Linked DNA regions of Oryzias latipes: region 1 is linked to region 2. Evidence: chromatin contacts called from public Hi-C data. All regions are on one chromosome and are shown on one strand. Each heading gives the region's core, a stretch centred on a gene start, on an enhancer-like site or on the middle of the called end of the contact. The rest is flanking DNA. Distances are from core to core; before and after follow the strand shown. Region 1 holds the start of mlf1 (myeloid leukemia factor 1). Region 2 overlaps shox2 (short stature homeobox protein 2).

Region 1 (5,064 bases), core at 591-3,090, 140 kb after region 2:
TCCCATTAGCCCAGCTCAGATACTGTCATCCCACACACACAGCCTCATTAGCACCATGACACTCGCACAGAGCCGACAGACAGAACCCTACTGGTGTCGAATCTTACACGCAGATAACGTGCACTGCAGCTGTAAAGCAGCTCGAGTTGGAAATGAAAGATTGACATGCTCGAGGCGGGGGGCCAGCCATCTGCATAATGCCATCTTATCAGCACATCGATGTACAGTATATACACACTGCCAGCATGTCAACATTGTTCCTCATCCTCAGATAAATACATGCAACGAGAATGGGGGAAAAAAAACCTCCCGTCCGCCTCAGTGCTTTACTTCTCAGTCATTTATGTTACTCCCTAATAAACAGATGCTGTCATTCATCAGACACTTGCAGCAGCCGTTTTATAGCCCCTTTACAATCAATATCACCTCTGCTTGCAATGCTCCACAATAAATAAAAACCCACACGAGGCTGAGATTATGAGTTATATGTTGAAACTCGTGTGAAATTGAAACTGAGCAGATATGACCAGAAAAGGGCCATGAAAAGACCTCAATACATTATAACATTGTCTCTGTGCCAGCAACTACACTGAGGTCACATGGATGTCAGTGGGAAATACTGATAACTGTGTCATAAACTTGCATGGGATCAGAAGCCATTTGTTTCTGTCAGAGTGTGAGGTGATGAGGAAATCAGCCTGAACACACACATGAACACACAATACGCACAACTTAGACTTTGGGCTTGGTCATACAGACATGTATTTGCACAGGCTGTAAATACACGTCACTGCATATATTTCTGTATGTTGAATGTTGGCAAAAGTAAAGCAAAGCTATGTAAAGCACTAAGGTTTCAAACTACAGCCTGTAAAACATTTTGACCTCACATACAATATAAAAATTCTATTGTTTTATATTTTATTCCAGTATGTTCACCAAAGTAGGACTCCATATTTGTCAAATATGAAGACTGTGATTTTGTTTATGTCTTTGTGCTTAGTAACATGTCCTTTCTGCACTGTCCTGCAGCTGTTCGTGGACAAGGAGCAGGCTGAGGAGCTTTGGCTGAACAGACTGGTCTCACTGCGACAAGAGAGGCTGATGGGAAGCCCTGTTACTTGAAGACAAGAAGACAGTGATTTTTATAGCATCACAATCTGTGTGATGTTTTGTCATGTTTTTTGTTTCCAATCAGTCCTGATATGTTGATATGTCTACTTTTACTAAAATAAATAAAGAACGAGCTGTTGTCCCTATATATGCGTTGGCTATTTGGTTATGTAAAGGATAAATGCCTTGTGTTGATGTTTTCTCGGTGCTGTGCTTCTGTTTAAGTAAAGGTAGATTCTTGGCAGTGAGTAAACTCACAAGTCTACTTGTGGAACTGCCACACTGTAAATCTACACTGAGCCTGGGACCTGACGTATAACTCTTATGCTCTTCAAATAGTCTGTGCCGTAATAGAATTATGATTAAGAAGGTGCACAGACTTGAACAAACCCACCCTTTATGCTTTGGCTGCTTGAATAATTGTTTTTAGGGTACTTTTGACTGTTTTACCTGCAGGTAGATGCTCCCCAGTATGGCTTTATGAATAAAGCTATAAATCTTTTCAAAACAAAGGATTGAATAGTTCATCTTTGAATTGCATTAATCATGCCAAGAACTATTTTCTCTGTTCTATTTAAAAGTAAGTAAATGCAATTAAATTGGCCTTATATGGATAATTGAGATAACCTCCCTCGTGGGGAGCTGCTCTAGTCAGATAAGAAAAGGCTTAATTTTCAAGAATCTTCTCAAGTGGCGTTGTCATGGCAGCGTCTTGACAACATGAAGCGAGTAGGTGCAACCCGGTCGAAACTCCCTGTGAGCAACCAATGCGGTAGCGGCGTTCCTGTCACGTGATCTGCGTCAGAGCTCAGAGCTGCTGGGCTCTCGGAGGTATTCAGCCGCAGAGAGGCAACGGGCGCGCGCACAGACGGACTATTTTTCTCTAAACTCCGTTAAAATCTTCGAAAGTTAAAGAAAATGTTCAACAGGATGCTTGGGGATTTTGAAGACGACCCGTTTTTTTCGTAAGTAATTAAACTGTTCAAAATGTGTACATGATATTTTATTTTTACTTTGGTATGTGTTTGGTGTGGTTTAATACAACTAACTGTTTTGCTAGCAATTAATCATATACTTGCCACATGTTTTAGCTAAAATGACATGCAGGCAAATAATGCATACAAGTTCATTCAAATGGTCGCTTTTTATATCAAATGTAAAACTCTATATACATATTATCCTCAAGACAATTAAGTCAATTGTGTTTTATTAATAAAATGAATAAAGTTATATTATTTGTTCGGTTTGCTATACAGCCTAATGGAACGGTTGCTGTGCTGATTGAAAGGTTAAAAACGTCCCTATATAACCGCCCTGTTGTTTGGGTTTGAACGTCCCTGTCCTTCAGCCACAGACATGGGTCAGCGCGTTAGCCACACTTGACCCAACTTCGAAGTCAAGTAGCTGAAATTATTTTAGGACAGAGGCTCCTGTTCCAGCGTGCTGCATTCATCTGAGTTGACCCCCCCCCCCCCAACTAAGCTGATGAACGAAAAAGGAGGCATTAAAAATACACATACCACCTTCAACTTCCCTGCTTGCTTGCTTGTTATTTTTGTTTGTTTGTTTTATTGAAAATATTTTTCTTGTTCCACAGAGATCCGTTTCATGCTCACAGGGAGCATGTCCACCGTATGATGCGCAGCCTTTCAGAGCCTTTTGGGACTTCTTTAATGCCCAGTGTAACGGATGGAAGGAACCGTGTGGCAGATCCTTTCACCTCATCCTCTCTGGCCCTGAGAAATGAGCACAGGGTGAGAACACTAATGGGGGGGGGAAAAACTTTTTTTAGGACCTTAAAAACTCAACTTGTGAACTAGAAAACTTTGCCTATAGAATAAGGAAAGCGACTTATAAGTCCTTTGGCTAACTCGAATAGTGGGACATTTGTTGACATTTGACATAGGTGTAGTGCTGGCTGGAAGCTGGCCAGTGGCCGTTAAACTGTAGCAGAGTTTCTGAGTTTGTGGAAGGGCGACCCCGTTGGCCTCGCTGGACAATTCTATCTAGCCCTTCCAAGTCCTATTTATAGGGCATTGTTCCACTGACACTGTTTTCTTACAAATACCCACACAGACTTCTTTGGCCATAAAACCCCCCTGAGAGCTCTGCTCAGCTGGAAATAGCTCCATCTTTGATATTACTCACTTTGGTCATGGGTGCCCCATTGATGTTCTTCTCATCTATGATGGTGAGAGATTGCAGTACATGGTCATGGCAGGAAGGGTTGGAGAAGTCTGGGACTCTTGCGCGTACTGGGACATCTTGATACTAACTTTACCAGCTTGCACCAAGACGAGAGGTTTGTAGTTTTAAAACCTGTATGATCTGAAAACTGCCCTTTTCCCAGCTGAATCAAACATCACCTGCTTTTGTATTTGTATCCTTGATGATGACGGACGTGAGAAGTGTCCCTTCAGTCCCCAGCCGTCTGCTTTCTCATCTGTAGAATCCATTAGCAGCTCAAAGTACTTCAACAGAGTGACCTCAGATGACATGAAGATACTCTTCAAAAGTTTATTCAAATGCCAGTTAGGTGTACAATTAGGATGAGATGTTTTTGTACTTTTTGTGGCTTGTTAATAAATTATGGCAAATGTTTGATGTCTCTGCTGTTTGAATAAAGAGCAAAAAACGATTAGGAAAAGCCGTGTATTTAGTCTCCACGTTCACCTTCAAACTTATGATCAGTCTATGGAATATTAAACTAATAAGGTAAACATTTTTAATTAAAACAAAATAAGAGTTTTTATTGTCGCTTGTTGGTGTTGTGAAGGAGGAGGGGAAGTTGAGTCCGGTCGTTCAGCTGCGTGTTTGGCTTTCACGCAGCGTGTGCTGTACATTCAGATGTCATGAGGCCTCTTTGCTTTCTCCTTGTTGCTCTTTTGGTCCATCTGCTTCCTCAGAACTTGGCATCACGGGAACATTAACAGCTTGATGACAGACAGTTCGCTCTCGAGCTGCTCTCCTATATCACAAACACAAATGTGCACACAAAGATATATTGAAACACACACACACACCATCAAGACATATTTACGAACACGGTTTAAAGACACACACACACTCCTTTGTGTACATGCTGGTGAAAGGCTGCACTTCTTACATGAGCTTACTTACTGTGAGCTTCCCAGTGGGAAAACACGCCTGCCTTCCACTTCTGCTGTGTTCTCACATTTCCCTCCCTTAAACCAGCGCCAGCTGCTGGGATTATGTTACTTTTCGAAGCATTAATTCAAATGGCCGCGTAATTTAAACATACTGTTTAGTAGCTGCTTTTGATTGTATTTTTTAAAATTTAACCGGAAAGGAATTCAAGAGAGGTAAATCATGTTTTTTTCCCAATATATATATATATATATATAAAAAACAAAATAAGGAATTAAAAAAACGACCATTTCAGGGAAATTTTTCCAGGATTTGCTGATGAGAATCATACTTTTTGTCAATTGATTTAAAAAAAAACTGGAAAAGAAAGTTCACTTTTATTTTTTACATTTTTGTCATCAAGAGACAATTAGGCAAATATGATCATGGTTTTGTTTGGACAGGACACACAGTTCCTCACATTTTGACTCTTGTATTGCAAATGTATTCAACTTGGTTTAGTTTTTTTCCTCCTCTGTCTGCTTTGAAACCCACTGTTTTGAACAAGTCTAACATGCTAAGGCAGTTTAGCCCACTTACATTTGTACATCTCAGTCTGCCAGATGGCCTAAAATAATGTGTAATGTAGAACAGCAGGTCTGCACTTCTTATTTTCCACCTTTAGCTTCTCTTCTCCTGTTAGTCTGACCTAAATATAATGTTTGCAGAAATATAACGGGTATTTATTGGTGCATAGATACCGTTTTGGTCAGGAGCATTTCACATCTGCTTGACCTTTAAAAGAGCTGAGGGGGGCAGCCTTGGGTTCTTCACCCAAGCCCCCCGAACCTCGACCTACCCACT
Region 2 (5,748 bases), core at 2,683-5,182:
AGTCAGGCCTGTTTTTCCAAAAGCCTTTCTGTAATTTAAGAGTCTGTGTACAAACATTTGATGATTGAAAAGCAAGTGCTCCACTTTACTCACACACAGATGGGTGGATCTTACCAACTTGTAAATACTGAGCAGCATGGGCCAAATGTTTAACATTTACTTTGTGCCCCTCGTCACTCTCCCTCTCTCGTCTCTCCGTTTCATTTTGTTCTCACACTCGTTTCCCTGAGACCACAATGTATGCACAAAATTATGCTCACAAATATGCACACAAAGTCACACACACACACACAAAAACCCCGCTGCATCTAGTATCAGCCAAATGTCATCTTTTTTGAGTGAAAACAAAAAGAAATCCCCACAAGGTCATTAATGCCACAGGTCCCAACACATGAAGCCTTGTTTTGTCTTCTTCCCAGAGTAAGGAGGTATGCATTGTTATCTCTCTAATCTGCAAAGATGCTGCAGCTGGAAATGAATTAATAACAAATTAAATGCACCCCGTACATAAAAATGTGTAGATTGCCCTGGGGCACCTAAACAGGAAACAGTGAAACAATTAGACTTCTTGTTTTGTTCTGACCTCTGTTTTGTTTTGTTCTACTCAGCAGCTGAACAGAAGTAGCTGCAGATAGAGACTTTTTTTTTTTTTGCGTTTGCAATCACCACAGTTAAGCCTCTCTGGTCATAGCAGGGGTCAAATCTGTGTGAACAACCACTTTTCATCCTACAGTGAAATTAAATACGGTGTTACGGTAAGGCTTTATACATGTTGTAAGTCTCTGCTGACTGCAGCCCACACTAAGTGCTGCGGTTAGCCACCCGGACCCGTACAGTGGACACATGTAATAACAGGCAGCGATACAGTGTCGTAATTGTTGGCCTGAGTGCTATTGGAGGGTGTTTTCGGCAGTTTTGGATTTTTTTTTCTCACTCGCTTCACTCGTTTGATGTCTTTGAAGTTGGGCTTTTATCTGCCTTTGCTCCTGATGGCTGTTGTCTTTGGTGCAATGTTGTGAGCGCCCTGCTCTTTGAGCACTCCTAACATGTAACAAAGGCAAACCCTTGGAGAGGAAAGCAAAAGAAAGGGAGCTCGCTCTCATATCTTCTCACGTAAATTCATACACTCACAAACACTTTCAAGAACATATTGCATTCAGCGACAACATCCAGACAAAAAACTGAAACACTCCCTCTGTTATCAACACACAACGGCTTTGTGTGATAGTTTAACATGCCTTAATTTGATAAAGAGCCAAGTGTGGGAAATAAGAGTAGAGCATTTGTCTCAGGGGTTGTAGTGGGGTAAATATAGCAACAAGACAACTCCAGTTGATATGAAGGATTCCACTGTGTCGAGTGTTGTTGTGACTCACCAGGCTGTGATGATCTGTGTGTGTGTAGGTGTGCCAGCTCACATGCACATGGGTTTGTATATCCACTGCTTACTCTCGGCTGGTTGACTTTAGCATGACTGCCTTGTCTTGCCTCAGCCAGCCCGGTGTGTAACAATCCTTGTGTGAGACTGCAGGTAGATGAGACTGCAGAAAAACACAGGGCGAGCAAGTGGAACAGACCTTGAGAAGAATCTGTGTGGCCGGCTCCTGGCTGGCTGTGCTGGGAAACGTGTCATAAAAGTGTGTTGAGAGGAGTGTGCGAACTCTCGTAATCTCCTTGTGTTATCCGAACACTTGTGTGTTCCCGTCTCATTGTCTCCTAGGCCCCCTCAGAGCAGAGACCCTCCACTCCAGCATTACATCTCAGGACATCCTGATAGCTGATGGGCCACTCATGAAACCCATGTTTTCACTGCTCTTCAAAACAAAATACACACACAGTGACACCTGAGCTTTAGGACATTTTAATCCACTTAAAACATAGTTGTATTATTCAAATTGTGTTGTCAAAATCCAAAGACAGTGCAATTTTAATTATTATAATTTCTCCAAACTGTTAGTAAAGAAAACTGAACAATTTGATGTTACTGCATGGGATTGGGAGTATTTATTTTTTTATGGGACAGTCCAGGATTTGCGCGCCCCCGACCCCAGTGCATGTGTTCCAACGAAGGACAGCACGCGCACTCCCGCTCAGCGGTTTCCTTCCCACACACACTTCCATGCCCTCCATTACTGGCGAGGCTCCGAATCGATAATTCAATACTTTTGGCGTCTAAATCCTGCCCCAAACGCTGAGGTGCGCAAACACTGTGGACCCGTCTACAGTCTCGGTGAAATCAGTATTAATTAATAGCTTAAGACATTGTGTTTGTGGAAAGATTGGAGAGCTAATGGGAGCTGGATTCCTATAATTATACGCTCTTGTGTCAGGTGTTTATTAAATGTTCAATAGAGGCGGTTAACATGTTAGGAAGCGAATTAGATCATTTTTAGATGCAGGTAAAAACATTCATTGTATTAGTGGTGATAAACTTTACATATATTTCATATCATCCACTTTTCGAAAATAAAAAAAAGCAAAAAGTATTACATCAAAATCAGAGCACTTTTGTATTCAGAATTATTGACATTATCTATTTAAAATGTGCTAAATGTATTTGTTTAAGGGCTATAATTAATGTTAACTAAATACATGTGTTTTTAAACTAATTATGAGTTTACTGTTGTTAGTTTTGAATCGTATTTTCTGTAACATTTGTTAAAAAATAATGAAAAGCCTTAAAAACGATTTTTAAAAAACTTTTTGTCCAAAGAATATATTTTTGAATGTTTCAAAAGTGGATATTTTTTAATTCATCCGGTAGATTTGTCCTTTATCTGGCCGTTTAGTTGGTATTAGAAATGATCAGCCCTCAAGTACAAGCCCTCCAAACCGAACAATGAATAATGCATCGGTTTTTGGCGCAGCAACAGACAGCAATGTTCGCGACTAAACGGGCCTGTCACAACAGTGACGTTATCAAAAGAGCTCCAGCTAAAGTCATGAATTATTTAAGATCAGTTCCTCTCGGTGGTATAACGACAACAACACTAATAATAAAAATAATCATAATAATAGTAATAATAATTTGTTAAAAAAACGATTGAATTGTTAAAAAAATAAAAAAGTCAACTCATTTAAGAAACTTTAGTTGATTTATTATGAGAACGAAAGACATTTCGTTAATTCACGTCTCACATGTTATGGAAAAAAGTAAAACAATTTCATGAATACTCTTTCTTTTTTTTTAAGAAACCCCTGCCTCAGGTGAGATTTTTATTTTAAAAAAACATCAAAATTACATCGGCTAAGCACGTGAATTTATTACACAGAAACAAAGTTTTTAAAAAAGGATCAAATTTCCCACAAGGCATTCATAAAGCCACTAAATAATAAAAAATAATGCATGTTTCTTGTGTATTAACATATCTTACAGGTGCCCGTACCGGTTTGCGTAAACCTAACTCCCCTAAGTGTTGTTGTTGTTGGCTGTGACTCCTTCAAAAGGACATCAGTTTGTTAATATGAATGGAAGTATGGTCACGTTTAACAAAGCCTGTGCGTGTCTCACAACCTCACGTCTGTTGGCCAAAAAGGTCCAAGGAGAAGGTCACGCAGGCCCCAACATTCACGCGTTAAAAGGACAGAGGAGACGGGACCAAACGGGGGGAAAGGTGGCTCACAAACTCATGCAAACACCGCAGAGGCATTGTTTTTTTTTTTCTTTCCTCCAAACTGGACATGAAACAGAAGAAGGAACAACTCCTAAGTTGTCTTTTTATTTGCCAAAGGTTTCCCTCTCCGTCCTTTTGCAGAGAAAGTTTTTTTGTTTGTTTTTTGAAATATGATGAGGCCAGCCTCTTTATGAACGAAGTAGAATCAGAGCAACAATAATATCACGTTAAAACCGAACACGAACAGTACAACTGCAGAGTGGTTCGCTTTGTTTGACAAAGTATCGACCGTGCCAGCTGCTTCCTCCTCCTCCTCCTCCTCCTTCATGCGCCTCCTCAGGGTGTCCCACCGGCCTCTTCAGCCATGTGTCTGCAGAGCAGGCTCCTCCTGGTGCATGAAGCCACTCTTTTTGGCTTGAAATAAAAAAAATGGAGGCTATTTTTGTCATTGTCCTCTCTATTTCATAAATAGCCTATATTTATTCTTTATTCTCCTCCTCCTTCATTTACAAAGCATAAATTAATACGTCCATGGCTAACGGATTTTTTTTCAGTTTGTCCCAGGAATATTTGTTGGGGGGGGGGTCCACTTTGTGAGGGTTTTTGTTCAGTGCCGGACGGTGTCCACGCCTCGTGTCCTGGCGTCTCCATGGCGTCACAGTCCCAAAGCGGCCGTGTGCTTTTTGGCCTTCAGTCTCAGGTCGGCGATGCTGGAGTTCTTGCTGGTGTTTTTGGCTGCCGCGGCGGCGGCGACCACGGAGGCGGCGGAGGCGGACTCCGCCGCAAGCGTGGCCAGCGGGAGTCCGAACGGTGGCGCGGGGAACATCATGTAGGGCGCATGCGCAGCCAGGTGCGAGTGCAGGTGGTGCTGCGCGTGGGCCACGGCGCTGTCCAGTTGCAGCTGCGCCTGCACCTGAAAGGAGAAGGGCGGCACGTTGCAATGACTATCCTACGGGACGGGACGCACGGATGGGGAAGAGAAGGGGGAGAACATGCGTTAACTTTGCAGTGGGTTGCTTGAAGGATCATTTTTTACTAAAGAGACTGCATCTTTCATCCATACAATGATGATGATGTTCATGAGCATGACGCACAAGGGTCGCCTTAGAGAGGCTGTTTCTCTTTAGTGAAACCCCCACTCATACACAAGCATCAATATGCAATGATTTGGGAGAAAAATGCAAACTAAAAATAAGGAAAAACATAGAACTGTAGAAAAATTGGAGTGGTTTTATCATTAAAAGTTAATAAAGTACACACTTACTGTAATGCTGTGCATTCCAGAGACTATTTTATTCATTTTTAAGCAGATGTTGTTCTTTTAATGTACTTTTTGTTGAATGTATTCTGTTTAAGCTATTTGGTTTAAAGCAAGTTGGTGCAAAGCTTCCTGTGAATATTATGTTCACTTAAAAAAATATTACTATTAAGTATTAAGGGCGACATGTGTTTCATTTCTAGAGTCTAAGCATAAACCGTAGCTTTTTTGTACAGCAAGTCTTCCATCCAAAGGGAAGGCTGCTGCAAGCAGTTGAAGAACCATGAATGCCGTTCTGTCCATACTTTTACTGACCTCCGCAGTCTGCTGTTTATTATGAAACCGAAACAACACCTTGGAGCTTTGCGCCACAAAACCAATTTTATACCTTTTGGGACTTACAATAAACTTTCCACTCATGCAAAATTATATCCCTTTATCCCATAAAAATGTCTGTAATGAGTTTATTTCCCCTCAAGTTATACAGTGAGTTTCTGCAGCACTTGGGCCATAACCTGTGCCAAGGCCAAAACAACAGTTGCGCACAGGCGATGGTGGGGGTAGAGGGGATATAGAGCGTAGTGGGCATATAGAAGCTATGGAGACCAGTCTGGTTTTCAAGATGAAACCATTTAAAGTAACTTGCCTGTTGGAATGGCATCCGTAAAGCCCCGACGTTGACATATGGTGCTACACGACAAGCTTCAAACTGATTCGCTGCTCCAATCAGGACTCCTGCAGTGACATGCAAGGGGGGAACGTTCCGTCTTAGTTTTAGGAGAAATATTCACCATAACATGAAACAAACTGGAAGACCGATCATTCCTTGTGAAAATTTAATTAAAGAATCCACCAAATTAATTCCAATTGGAAAAT

The links. Hi-C and Micro-C count contacts between places; a contact is called where the count stands out from the background.
Region 1: a Hi-C map of gastrula embryo shows a contact between it and region 2, with 1.7 times the contacts expected there. The contact joins the promoter of mlf1 here to the enhancer-like site in region 2. A contact is called at or near these places in 2 of 5 Hi-C or Micro-C datasets (embryo and gastrula embryo).

What each region holds. Positions count from the first base shown.
Region 1 is chr13:15,453,938-15,459,001 of ASM223467v1, forward strand. mlf1 (myeloid leukemia factor 1) reads left to right here and starts at 1,841. Exons shown (of 7, transcript XM_023961513.1): 1 at 1,841-2,078; 2 at 2,711-2,867. The coding sequence starts at 2,032. It overlaps rsrc1 (serine/Arginine-related protein 53), which reads left to right. Exons shown (of 10, transcript XM_011482566.3): 10 at 1,033-1,259. The coding sequence ends at 1,125. It overlaps LOC105355429 (a long non-coding RNA gene), which reads right to left. Exons shown (of 2, transcript XR_909844.2): 2 at 3,617-4,081.
Region 2 is chr13:15,308,644-15,314,391 of ASM223467v1, forward strand. shox2 (short stature homeobox protein 2) reads right to left here. Exons shown (of 5, transcript XM_023961891.1): 4 at 5,519-5,607; 5 at 1,849-4,527. The coding sequence ends at 4,270. Among protein-coding and RNA genes, the nearest start is that of shox2, 7.3 kb to the right of the region's middle. Within about 2 kb of position 3,933, at least 4 of the 8 cell types and tissues checked have an H3K27ac peak or open chromatin away from gene starts, as enhancers often do. A contact at or near this core is called in embryo and gastrula embryo, where this site is marked.